2 separate regions of the Danio rerio genome follow, and region 1 is linked to region 2. A link is a contact called in public Hi-C data. All regions are on one chromosome and are shown on one strand. The core of a region is the stretch at or near the end of the contact, and the rest is flanking DNA. Distances in the headings are between cores, read along the strand shown. Region 1 overlaps itga1 (integrin, alpha 1). Region 2 holds the start of si:dkey-27b3.4.

Evidence for each region. Hi-C and Micro-C count contacts between places; a contact is called where the count stands out from the background.
Region 1: a Hi-C map of embryo shows a contact between it and region 2, with 2.4 times the contacts expected there. The contact joins the enhancer-like site here to the promoter of si:dkey-27b3.4 in region 2. A contact is called at or near these places in 4 of 18 Hi-C or Micro-C datasets (caudal fin, embryo and hematopoietic stem cells).

The regions. Positions count from the first base shown.
Region 1 is chr10:9,412,430-9,418,686 of GRCz12tu, reverse strand. itga1 (integrin, alpha 1) reads right to left here. Exons shown (of 30, transcript XM_073914404.1): 15 at 5,202-5,332; 16 at 1,434-1,597. Among named protein-coding and RNA genes, the nearest start is that of itga2.2, 71 kb to the left of the region's middle. Within about 2 kb of position 2,041, at least 3 of the 62 cell types and tissues checked have an H3K27ac peak or open chromatin away from gene starts, as enhancers often do.
Region 2 is chr10:9,283,902-9,290,196 of GRCz12tu, reverse strand. si:dkey-27b3.4 reads right to left here and starts at 1,821. Exons shown (of 5, transcript XM_021472223.3): 1 at 1,020-1,821. The coding sequence starts at 1,116. It overlaps isl1b (ISL LIM homeobox 1b), which reads right to left. Exons shown (of 6, transcript NM_001002043.1): 4 at 4,719-4,993; 5 at 3,027-3,158; 6 at 1,881-2,946. The coding sequence ends at 2,842.

The DNA of each region.
Region 1 (6,257 bases), core at 792-3,291, 130 kb before region 2:
CTCAGGTTTTTGAGCACATTTTGTTATTATTATTCATTTATTCGTTTGCTGGAAATTAGAACTGAATTTAGAAATAGTTTTGAAACGAATATTTGCGCTTAACAAAAAAATGTATTTATTTATAGACTAATTGATGTCTGTGCGTAAAAGTTTCCCTATCCATGAGCGAAAGTGAAAGTAGATCCATTATCTCTCATTCTCACGCAGTAGATGCTCTGTTTAACAGTTTTCTGTTAAAAAAACTGTTAACTGTTAACTGTTTGCTTGTGAAATGCTCATTTTTTCCACTTAGACTTACTTTGCGTCCTGTAAATAGCGAATGTGCTCTTGGCGCGACGCAGCTGACTCTTAAAGGGAATGGGAGATGAGACTCTTATTGGTTTATTCTTAAAACACACCTATAACTCATTAAGAAAATAAACTCAACCCTTTTAGACCATGCTCCGAAGCGCAAGGCAGATTTCCCGTCCTTAAATTAGCAAAAACGCGCCCTGACACGCCCTGAAAGCATTTGCGCCCTGCGTTTTGCGCATGGACCTTCAAAATAGAGCCCAAAGAGTTGACTGATAAAACTGATGGGTTCACACCAAATGTTTATATAAAAAACAGTTCAGCCAAAAGTGAAAACAAAAATGAGTACTTGAGGAATCTTGTTCATGCTTTTATCACCAGCAGAATGGATTACTGTAACTGCCTCCTTACCGGCCTTCCAAAAAAGACAGTCAGACAGTTCATCCAGATTCTGACCAGAACCAGAAAATCAGAGCACACCACACCTGTCCTCAGTTATTTACACTGGCTTCCAGTAACATTCAGAATAGATTTTAAAGTATTATTACTTGTCTATAAATCACTAAATGGCCTAGGACCTCAATACATTACAGATATGCTTACTGAATACAAATCAAATAGATCACAGATCTTTAGGATCATATAAACTAGAAAATCCAAGAGTTCAGTCGGAGCAGGGTGTATCTGCTTTCAGATACTACACCCCTCACTGCTGGAATCAGAAATGATCAGATGTGCTCCAACATTACACGTTCAAATCCAGACTTAATTTACATCTGTTTAGCTGAGCCTTTACTAAATGAGCACTCTGCTATGTCCGACAGATGTCCTTCTTTTCTTTTACATTCCTTTAAAACACATTTTAATCAGTTTTTATGTCATTAATAATTTTTATTCTTTGTTGTTTTTATTTTCTTATACTTGTTCCTTTTATTCCTGTTTATGTAAAGCACTTTGAATTATCATTGTGCATGAAATGTGCTATATAAATAAACTTGCCTTGCCTTAAAATGATAATTGTAAGACACATTAATAGCGGAAGCTCTGGGAATAGACGCTTCTCATAGGAACCACTAAGAAATTAGGAGATGCATATGATCTCTTCATGTTTAGTGTGGACCCAGCATTAGTCAGACACTCACCAGTTCCAGTGTTCATCTCTTTAACAGACTTGATTCGATATTTGAAGCATACTCTCGTCTTCACGCATACGGTGGTCTTCCCATGGACTTGACACGTATGCTGGAGATTGATCTTAATAGGGTCAAAAGTCATCTCAGCGAGAAGCTCTGCAACATCCCGAGACCTGGATTCAACAAATTCAACAAAATGTTTATAGGAACAGAGCAGAATCTGCAGGATTAATCGGTACTTCATTTCACTCAGTACAACAACAGCTGCTCCATAGATCATAAACTGATTCCGGTCCAACTAAACATTTCAGATAGTCTCCAAAAACATGTAATATGTGGTCAATTACAGCACTCCTAAAAGGCTGGGTGGTGCATTTATGGGGAGTGAAGATGGCAGAGGTCACTAGGCTCTATGGATTTGCTCAACAGTCCCAGAGTCCCAGCGTTAGGGGTCATGTGGTGGCCGTTGGGGAATCTGTGATCTCTACAGGGGGATCTAAGAAAGGAAACTCAGCCAAGAGTTTATTTGGTGGTTGGAGGCTCTCACACACTCAGAGTCCAGCAGAAATGGGTCGTAGCGGAGAGACGTAACCCCTGACGGACGAGCCTCTGCAATTGTGGGATGTTTAGGCTCATGGCCAAATTTGAGACAGCTGTTGCGGATGGGAAGAGGAAGCTGGACGTCAAGAGGGTAGTGAGTTCAAGTTTCATACCCGTGGTTTTTATTTTAGCCACAGACATTAGTGGGAATTTTTAAATGATGTACGACAGGACAGAGAAATGAATGTTATGTTGAGACTCATTTATAGGATCTGTTAGTTTTTTAGCAATTTTACCATTTTTTTGGTAACTGTGATTTTATATGAAGAAGCATGAAAACAGCTGTAATTTAGCAATATATGAAATGACATAGATGACATACAAGTTTATACTTGGATATGACATATATAAAATATACACACATTCCTTCAAATTTATTAGCTATAATATTATACAGGGATCAAACATTAGGCATCAGTTACCTATGGCTGCTGCTAAACTTTTTATGAATACAATGATTTTACCTCATTTATCTTATTGTGCTACAAGCTGGTCGCATACGAACATTACAACATTAAAACCATTGTATGTTATATATAAACAAACTGTTAAAATTTTAGCTAAAAAGCCAAGGAGCTATCATCATTGCAACTGTTTTGCACAACAAAAATTACTAACATTTGACAGTTTCTTATTTTATGCTGATGTGTGTTTAATGTATAAAATATTTCATGATCTTGCACCACCACCCCTCAAACAATGTGTGATTGTCGGCAAGGACAATATAAGACAGACTAGGTCATCTGTTAGAGGTGATTGTTCAGTTAAACTTAAGTGAACTGCTTTTGGACAATCAGTTTTTTTCAGTTAAAGCAGCAGAAAGATGGAATAAAATACCAGTGTATATCAGAGAGAGCAGCACTTTTAATAATTTTAAAACTGTTCTTAAAATCTGGCTAAAACAAAATCAAATATGCAGCCACTGATTTGATTTCATTTTATTGACAATGATGTATTGTATTTATTGTACTGTAAGTGTATATTGTATTTGTTATAAGTGTTAAATTTGTTACTTCCTGCCCAGGGACTACAGATGTAAATTAGCTTTATAGCTAACTCTGGCACAACATGTCATGTTGTACATTGTCCCTGTATAAATAAATAAAGTAAATAAATAAATAAAAAACATAAATGAGTACACCCCAGTTTGAAAATGAATATTTTTATCCATTTCTCTGTCAAGATAGGTCATATATTTTGATGTGTTTGAACAAATTTATTAAATGGATATATTTATTAAAATAATATTTTAGTCATCAAATATCTTTAGAAATAGAAAAATAATATAATTAAATGAAGCGAAATATTGAAGAAAAAAATGACTTCATTTTATACTTTTTTTATGTTTCTCTTCAATTAAGCTCTTTTAAAATTTTTTATTTAATATTTTTCCATGACATAAATTTGGGTGTACAAATTTTCGACCATTATCATAAGTTATTTTGTTGGATTATCTCCAGATTTGGATTCAGTACTGGCTAATCTAAAGAGCTAACTAAAGAGCAGCTTTTTCCAACTTAGATTAGTGGCAAAAGTTAAGCCATTTCTATCTTAAAAAGATTTAGAAACGGTGACCCGTGCTTTAATCTCCTCTCGGTTAGACTACTGCAACTCCTTGTACATTGGTCTACCCCAGTCAACACTCTCTCGGTTACAGTTGGTCCAAAATGCAGCCGCCAGATTGATAACAGGAACTAAGAAAAGAGATCATATCTCCCCTGTCCTCGCCTCATTGCACTGGCTTCCTATTAGATAAAGAGTTGATTTTAAAATCCTTCTTTTTACATATAAAGCTTTGCACAATTCTGCCTCGGCCTATGTCAGTGAGCTTATTAGGCCATATACAGCTTGTAGACCATTAAGGTCCATTAATCAGTTTCTTCTGTCTGTCCCTCGGTCTCGCTGCAAATCAAAGGGTGATCGAACTTTCTGTGTTGCAGACCCTATATTACCAGCCCTGCTGGTAATATAGAGGATTTAGGCAAACACAGCAGCACGGCGATGTGTCTGAATGTGAACAAACTCCTGATAAAAGTCAACGTCCGCCATTCTCTAATTCGCGTGCTGCTCTCTCGACAAAAATGCTTGCAGCACACACACAGCTTTGCTGTATGATCGGCCCTGACAAGATCGCGGGGATAAAACATGCAACAAACCCCGTGGATCATGGAAACAAACACATACGAGCCTTCATGAACGGCTACTGCGTTCCGTTGGTCTGTGTCTCACAGCTTGCTTGAAACTGGCAGGTCTGCCTTTGGAATGCACGTGCTCTCATGAATAATTTAGCAGCCGGCTCTTCTCATAGGATAAGAAAACTCCGCTATGAATAATAATGAGAAACCAACGCGTCATCATTGCACTTGCAGTACTGCGCTACGTCGCCGATTTTGATCCCGCCCCAAATATCATTTTAAACCTGGAAGCTGAAATTAGCTGACAAAAGCTCAAATTTATGCAGTTTTCCCCACAATTAAAGCTGACAGGTGCTAACATTGTCTTAACTGATGCTCAACACAAACAAATCTGTTAAAATTAAAAAAAAAAGTTCTCCAGGGTGTCCTGAACTTTTAAATCTAACTTGAAGACGTATTTTTACTCCCTTGCCTTTGAGTGACTCATACATGTAATTTTTTATACTGTATTTTAATAATACACATCTATTTCATTTTCTTACATTTTTTTTATACAAGATTTATTTATTTATATATTTTTAAATAATTTATCTCATTGTAAAGCACTTTGGATCAACTACGGTTGTATAAAATTGTGCTCTATAAATAAAGTTTGCCTTGCCTTGCCTTGCCTAATGTATATGCACAAATATAATAAATGTTAAAGCTTCCTGTAGAAAAAAAGAGAGATTTGTGAGGGGTGTATAAACACTGTATGAGCATATGTATTTGTATATGAAAATTCTTGAAATAAAAGCTTATAACTACTTGGGGGGAGGGGGGAGGGGGGGGGTAAATAGTAAGTAAATGGATATATTTTTGGTGAACTATCGCTTTAAGACAGGTCTGGCTCTAGTGTTCTCATGTCAGAGAGAATAAATCTGTTGTTTGAGGCTATGAACTTTTTTAACATATTTTCTACATGCACAATAATATACACTATAAGAAAAAGAAAACATTATAGGCCATCATATGAACTGATTTATCAAATCATCAGACTTACCAATAAAGTGCAGCTCCTCCTATTCCTCCAATAGTGACATCGATGATGCCATCATCATTCAAATCCATAATGCCATGAATCGACTGGCCAAAGAACTTCATGCTCTCTCCATCTCCTCCAGCTGCAATACGCTAAACATAAATATATTCATATTATAAACATGACCATTTCCTGTTGGTGCTTGTGAATGTAAAGCAAATAACAAAACGTTTATGAATTTAAATGGCAACACTTCATTTATTTTAATTTCATCCTAAGCTGCTATTCCTTTGAAACCTATTATCTTTAAAGAAGTCACAATGTAAAATATACTTGTTTTAATTTTGCTTGATAAAAATAAATAAGAAATGGATAATAAAACTGAGCTAAACTGAACTTCAATTATTTTTAACTAATATTATTAATATAAAGTTTACAGGTCTAATTTTTAAATATAACATTAATTTTGTAATGTTTACTCTCAAATTACTCACCCTCAAGTGGTTTCTAAACCTTTAAAAGTTTCTTTTTTCTGTTGAACACTACGGAAGGTATTTTGAAGAAATCTGAAAACCTCTAACTATTGTGGAAACTATAGTAGGAAAAACAAGTACTATAAAAGTCAATGGTTACAGGTTTCCTACATTTTTCTAAATATCTTCTTTTGTGTTTAACAGAAAAAAAGAAACTCAAGTTTTTAAAGTTTCAAAGAACAAGAAAAGGGTGATGAAATTATAACCGAATTTCCATCTCTGGATGAACTATCCATAATTTATTATTTCTTTTAAAACGGTTAAATTTAAGAGTTAGATCTGCAAACTTTTTATTAATACTATTAGTTAAAAATACTTGAGGTTCAGCATACAGTGCATTCGGAAAGTATTCATAGCACTTGACTTTTTCCACATTTTGTAATGTTACAACCTTGTTCCTAAATGGATTAAATTCATTTATTTCCTCAAAAATCTACACACAATAGCCCATAATGACAATGTGAAAAAATATTTTTTGAACTTGTTCTAAATTTATTACAAAGAAAGAACCTGAAATATCACATGTACATCAGTATTCACAGCC
Region 2 (6,295 bases), core at 572-3,071:
CCCTTTATTAATCCGGTTTCGCCATAGCGGAATGAACCGCCAACTTATCCAGCACGTTTTTTACGCAGCGGATGCCCTTCCAGCCGTAACCCATCTCAGGGAAACATCCACACACACTCATTCACACACACACACACTCATACACTACGGACAATTTAGCCTGAATTCACCTATACCGCATGTCTTTTAAAACCCACACGAGCGCAGGGAGAACTCCACACAGAAATGCCAACTGAGCAGAGGCTCGAACCAGCGACCTTCTTGCTGTGAGGCGACAGCACTACTGCGCCACTACGTCACCCCAACATTTATTACATGAAAATATATATAATATGTAATAAATCGCTTTGAGAAATAACTTATATTACAGTAAATGGGATATAGGAATGCCATTCTTATTTGTTTGTTTTCTACTTAACTAATCATCCAAGAAAGATTTAAATGTTTTGTTGATTTGTAAATAACACCAGTCTAATGTGAACATAGCTAATTTGAAAGTTAAGTAGTTAATGTTTGTTGAATGAGGCACATATCATTCATTACACCTAAACATAACTACAGCATTTATGACCTGCTCCTATAGTTACACTTTAAATAACTCACTGACATATTTTTAGTGTGTGCTCTGTGAACTTTACACTGCAGTCTATCAGACTATTTTGTCAGTGTTTACGAGCAACAAGGAAGTAGCACATGCAGATGTGGTCTAACCTGCCTAGAAATGCACAAAATGTAGTAACGTGATTTTTTTGTAAAAACATTGCGTGATAAATGACAAATGTTAATGCTAACATTTATAACATAATTTTGTGCTAGATAAAAGATTTTTGCTCAAAACGGCAAGTATATGACGAAGATTTTTATGCATGTGTAAGGTGCAGTTTAAAGGTAGCAATTGCAATAGCACTAATTCTTTTCACGGATCATTGATAATGCATTTTACATCTCAAAGACATTCACAAATCGTAGACTAACCCAGAGGAAATCCTGTAAGTAAATGAAGGATGTATGTTACTCACCGTTTTCTTCTTCTTTTACAAAGGAGTGCGATGTCAGGACGAGCGGTGGATCACTGGGCAATGCATTCGTGATGCAATAACTTTCTTTCGCTTTCATTTTTAAAACTACTGCAATAGGACTCTAAAAATAGCCGCAGTGGTATCAAATGACATAAAACTACATAATGGATAACTTTTAATCATTTAAAATAATTTTAATGATTATATTTCAGCTACTAGCAGTGAGTGAGATATATATATGCCACCAGAGCCAAATTTTTCAAAAGTAAAATTAAGTTTTATTTTATTTTAAATTTATTAAGTTAATGATCAAAAACTTAATGGTTGCTGATGAAATACATTCCTTCATATTTAAAGCCTTTATAAAGCATATCACATCTAGATGGTATATAAGATCTGGTAAACAACAACAAAACAATATCAAAGCAGTTTTGTATTAGAACAAACTATAAGGTTAAATATTTGTTGATTAAAGTGATTCTGTTTGTAACCATTAAAACAACCTATGTCTGTTTGTGGCAGCTGGTATTTTGCATACCTGTTTTTTTTTTTTTTTTTGCTAAGCCAGTAGGCTACGCAATTGGTTCCATTTAAGGCTCTGGTAAACAGTATTTCGTAATCCTGAAATTTGATATTGGGATCAGAGTGGTCCATCCCAGTGTACCTTTAAAAACTGTAGTAAGATAGATCAGTTAATCCTGGATAGCAAAACATGGGTTTTCCAAATCTGTACCAATTTGATCCAGATGACATTTTTTGAAAAACTGGGCCCTGTGTTACTTATTTAATAAGAGAAACAAAAAAGCAGAAACGGTGCTGGAGAATCATGACAAAAATAACAGCTCAACAACACATCAAGGCAACTTTGTGATAATATAATTTATATACCAATAATGAAATACAATATCTATCAAACTTTCTAGACGATCTGTGCAATACAAGACATTAATTTTAATAATTTTTGTTTCATTTCTACCAGTACTTTTGGCGCAACCATATAGGCACATTGGTTAACAAACTGAATTGAATGCAAATTAAAAAAAAAATACAACAACAGTTCATTTTAATAAGCAAATACATTGCAAAATAATAAGAGCACTAACACGCTGTCACATTTTACCCACACAGGATAATCCTTGTGCTTTAAATATAATAAATTACTATTGTTTTAATAATATACACTGTGTTTACAAGATTTAAATCAGAAAAATTAATTATAGTGGTTAAGAGAGCTGAAGGTGCAGCAATTTAAGAAAACACATGCAATTACAAAAAACACCAGCAAATTAAGAAAAGGGGTACATCCGTTTAACAGCACACATTCTGCAATTCCTTACAGCGCATACACATTTTTAAAAAAATGCACTGCATTTTCTTACAATGCAAACAAATTAATAAAATGTACTACATTGTCATAAAATACTTGCAAAATAGCTCGGAACACAATGGAAATGTTTTAAAAGGATCCTAAAATGTGACAGACCATTTAGGTTATGGTTATTTGGGCTAATAAAATGAACAAAGGGAATCTGGACGTTTAAATAAACAAACAAAAACTCACCTTTCAAAGATCACCTACAACTTCACTGAGCAATAGTCATGGCACAGCAGCGTTCGTCACGTTTTTGGGTCCCACAAAACATTTCTGTTGTGTTTTTTAAACATTTTTTAATGTGTCACACGGATGAAGATCTTTTCTTAATTTGCTGCTGTTTTTTGTAATTGTATTTTTTTTTTTATTGCAGCACGTTAAGCTCTCACAGCCACCTTAAATAATACTTCAATTGAGCAAGTATACATTGAATTGCTGGTGTATCTCTGTTCACTCTCTGATGTCCGTTGGACTTGCTGTCAGGCTGTTGGCGGTGTCTGATACTGACGCAACTTCACTTCCAGCAGAACACGGGCCTTCTGTTGGTAAAGACAGCTGGAACCCAAATCAAAACAAATTAATAACAGTACAAAAAATGTATCCATTATGCAGTCTCAGTAATCCTTGATGTTTACCATTTGTGGGAATGATCTGTGCTCAGCTTCGTTTTCCAGAATGAAGTCGGTCAGTAGTTTCCATGGTGGGCTGATCATCACATCACTGTCCTGACTCTCTGTACTGACCAGCAGTAGCGGCTCCTCTGAAACCTACAATGTTTAAAGAATGTGTCATTAGCCAGATCTCATTAACCAAATGAATGTTTTTTTAAGTTTTCAAAAAAAATAATAATAATTTCCATCAAGTTGTTAGAGAAGCTGACTGTAGTATTGGTAACCTTGTAACAGACAGTAAACAACTCACCATAGCAGAAACAGCTGATTAGTCTCATGAGTGTAATGCTCTCTATGTCACAGTTTATTTGGGAAATGGGTTTCCATTCACATAAACCCCGTTTCTCATCAAAACCGCCACAAGTGAATGTTAAAACCTTTTTTCAAACTAAGTTTTTTTTTTTAAACTTCCATTTCTTGTTTGTGATTTGATACTTCAAATTTGCATCAAGACAGGGTGAAGGAAACACAGCTAATGCTAAAGCTGCAAACTGTAAGTTTTGCCTCTTTGTCGCCATCTCTATTTTAAAACGTGCAACTGCAGCTTTTTGCTTTTTGTTTCCATTGGTTTGTGTGTCGTGGTGTGTATAATCTAATGTTTTGCAGTGTATGTGGTGGTCAGTCACTGCGCCGATGGAGTTGGAGGTACTTAATACTTTGATCGAAATAACAAATTCTACCGGAGAATGTCATCTGAACCAATAAATAATGTCCACCTTTTTGTTTTGACTAGCTGAGGATAAAAATGTATCACAAATTAGTCATGCTGTGTATATATAGTGATCAAATTTAACAAATTAGCTTATATCACACCTCTTTATGCAAATTATTATTGATATATTTTGTTTTCAATCTGTTAGTGTTAAAGTCTGTGTGAAATTAAAAAAAAAATATTTTCCTATCTCACATTGTTATTCTTTAATTAAATGTGATCTTAATTCAAAGTCTGATCTTCTGCTTCCATGTTTGTAGTGCTGGCTCTTCTCTGATTATGTCAGTTTGACAACTTACTTCAGTTTACTTTCAGTAAATAAGCCCCAAATAAGCCCTGTCCCTACTCAATATTCCATTTCAGTTGGAAGTACATTGACATACTGAAATAAGTCTCAGCAACTTCCCATTCAACCGGATTTCAATTTCAACATGATTTTACTGTTACATTTAGTATTTGTATAGTCTAATTTCTAATTGATGTAACATTTGAATTTCATGGGAAATTGTTCATTTAAATAAAAAAACAATCCAGGCTCATTCTGAAAATGAACCGCAATATACATTTCTGGAGAGCGCCAAATTGGTCCCAGGAGCTATGCTTTTCTTTTTTTTGCGAATCCACCAGAGGCCGCTGTGTACACTTTTTGAGATCTCAAATTTTTTTCTCAAGTGCCATTCACGCCTGCTGTTCTTGCATAATTCCAATAGAAGCCGCTGTCAACTGACTGACCCATCCAATGAACAACAGACCACCCATATTTTCATGCGAAAACCTACCAGTAGCAATGAAATTATAAAACATAAAGCATTATTACAAGCTCACCGTTGTGAATCAGGCTAGGGTAAGGAAATAGTTTTGAACACTGACTGGTTATGTACTTAATAAATAAATAAATAAAAATTACAGACTGCAGCTTTAGTTTTAAAGTAAGTGCTACTAACCAGATGCCCCTCAAGCTGCTTCTGTGTGTGTCTCATGGTCAGACTTCTCTTCTTATCTTTGCATCTCTTGTTCTGGAACCAGACACGAATGACCCGAGGACTGAGACCAGTCATTTCAACCAGCTGCTCTTTCATGAGAGCATCAGGTCTGGGATTTGCAGTGTAACAGGTCTGAAGCATGCAGAGCTGAGTCTCACTGAGAACCGTCCTGACGCGGGTCGCCCTCTCTGAACACCTCTGCATTGAGGACCAGGACAGTGTGGATTTGATCTCCTCTGTAGTAGTGTGACATAAAGAGAGAGTTTACTTTAAAACAACACACTGTAATTTCAAAATATACACTTTTTTTACTAACTGAAACCTGCTACATCCAAAGTGACTTATATAATCCAACTAAAGGTCAATAGAATGGTCAGTGCAGTGCCTGACTGCTGGATCTTTCCCCATCCCATATTCCTGTTTCTCTTCAAATGTACTTCTCGTAAGTATACTCACAAAAATAAATAATTAAAAAAGCTATTAACTTAAAGTAAAGCAAGCCTTTCCACATTCTTTTCTCATGCTTTCCACAGAGACAGATGAGTCTTCGCTTAGGTCCAGCTTCCAGCCTCTGGCGCCTAGTCTGCAGCTCTGCACAAGACGTTTCTCCAGAGGAGAAATAGTCGTGCCCAACTCAGCCTGTTTTCTCTCGAGATTTTTTAGCTTTTCACTTTCGCCAGTTGGTGAGTTTTTTCCTCGCTGCTGTCACCACTGGCTTGGATGGTTCGGGATCTGTAGAGCTACGCATCAATGGATTGCTCTTTATTTTTTGGACTCTCAGTAGTAAATATTAAACCACACTGAACTGAGCTAAACTGAACTGAACTTAAACTCTGAAAACTGAACTGACACTATTTCAATTTACTATGATCTTCTATGTGAAGCTGCTTTGACACAATCTACATTGTAAAAGTGCTAAACAAGTAAATGTGAATAGAATTTAATTTAATGACAATCCTTGTTTACGTGAATCTGTAACAATAGCATGTGTCCATCAACCTATTTTTATGCGCATGCATACTCATAACTGTGAATAGGATAAACTTTTTATCAGATTTTTAAATACATTTTTTAACTGAAAATAACATTATTTTAACAAAATTTACAAAAATATATGTCTTAGATTGGCATTAACAGACAAACCAGTGGACCGATGATGTTGATTATGAAAGTGGTTCAGTATTATTACCTCCCAGTACTGTCTTGAGCGTCTGCGCTCCCAAAGAGCCACCAAAAGAGCTCTCCTGCCACCAAAAGCCACCGCATGCACCCCAAAAAAGGATTATGGCTGTTATTTTTCAAAATGCTTATTTAAAGTGAGCTGAAGTTAACTAATTGACTTGTGCTGGAAGAACGTAAAGGAATTGTGTGGAACCCAGCTTTTTTTACATTGTCTTCATTGTGTTTCATCTTCATCTTTCAAAATGTTTCACCGGTTTATCAGAAATTAATCATTTTCTTTTCTTTTACTTATTGGATGTGTTTTATGTACAAATATTTTATGCGATATTCTAATTTTGTGCAAAATTCTAAAAAGC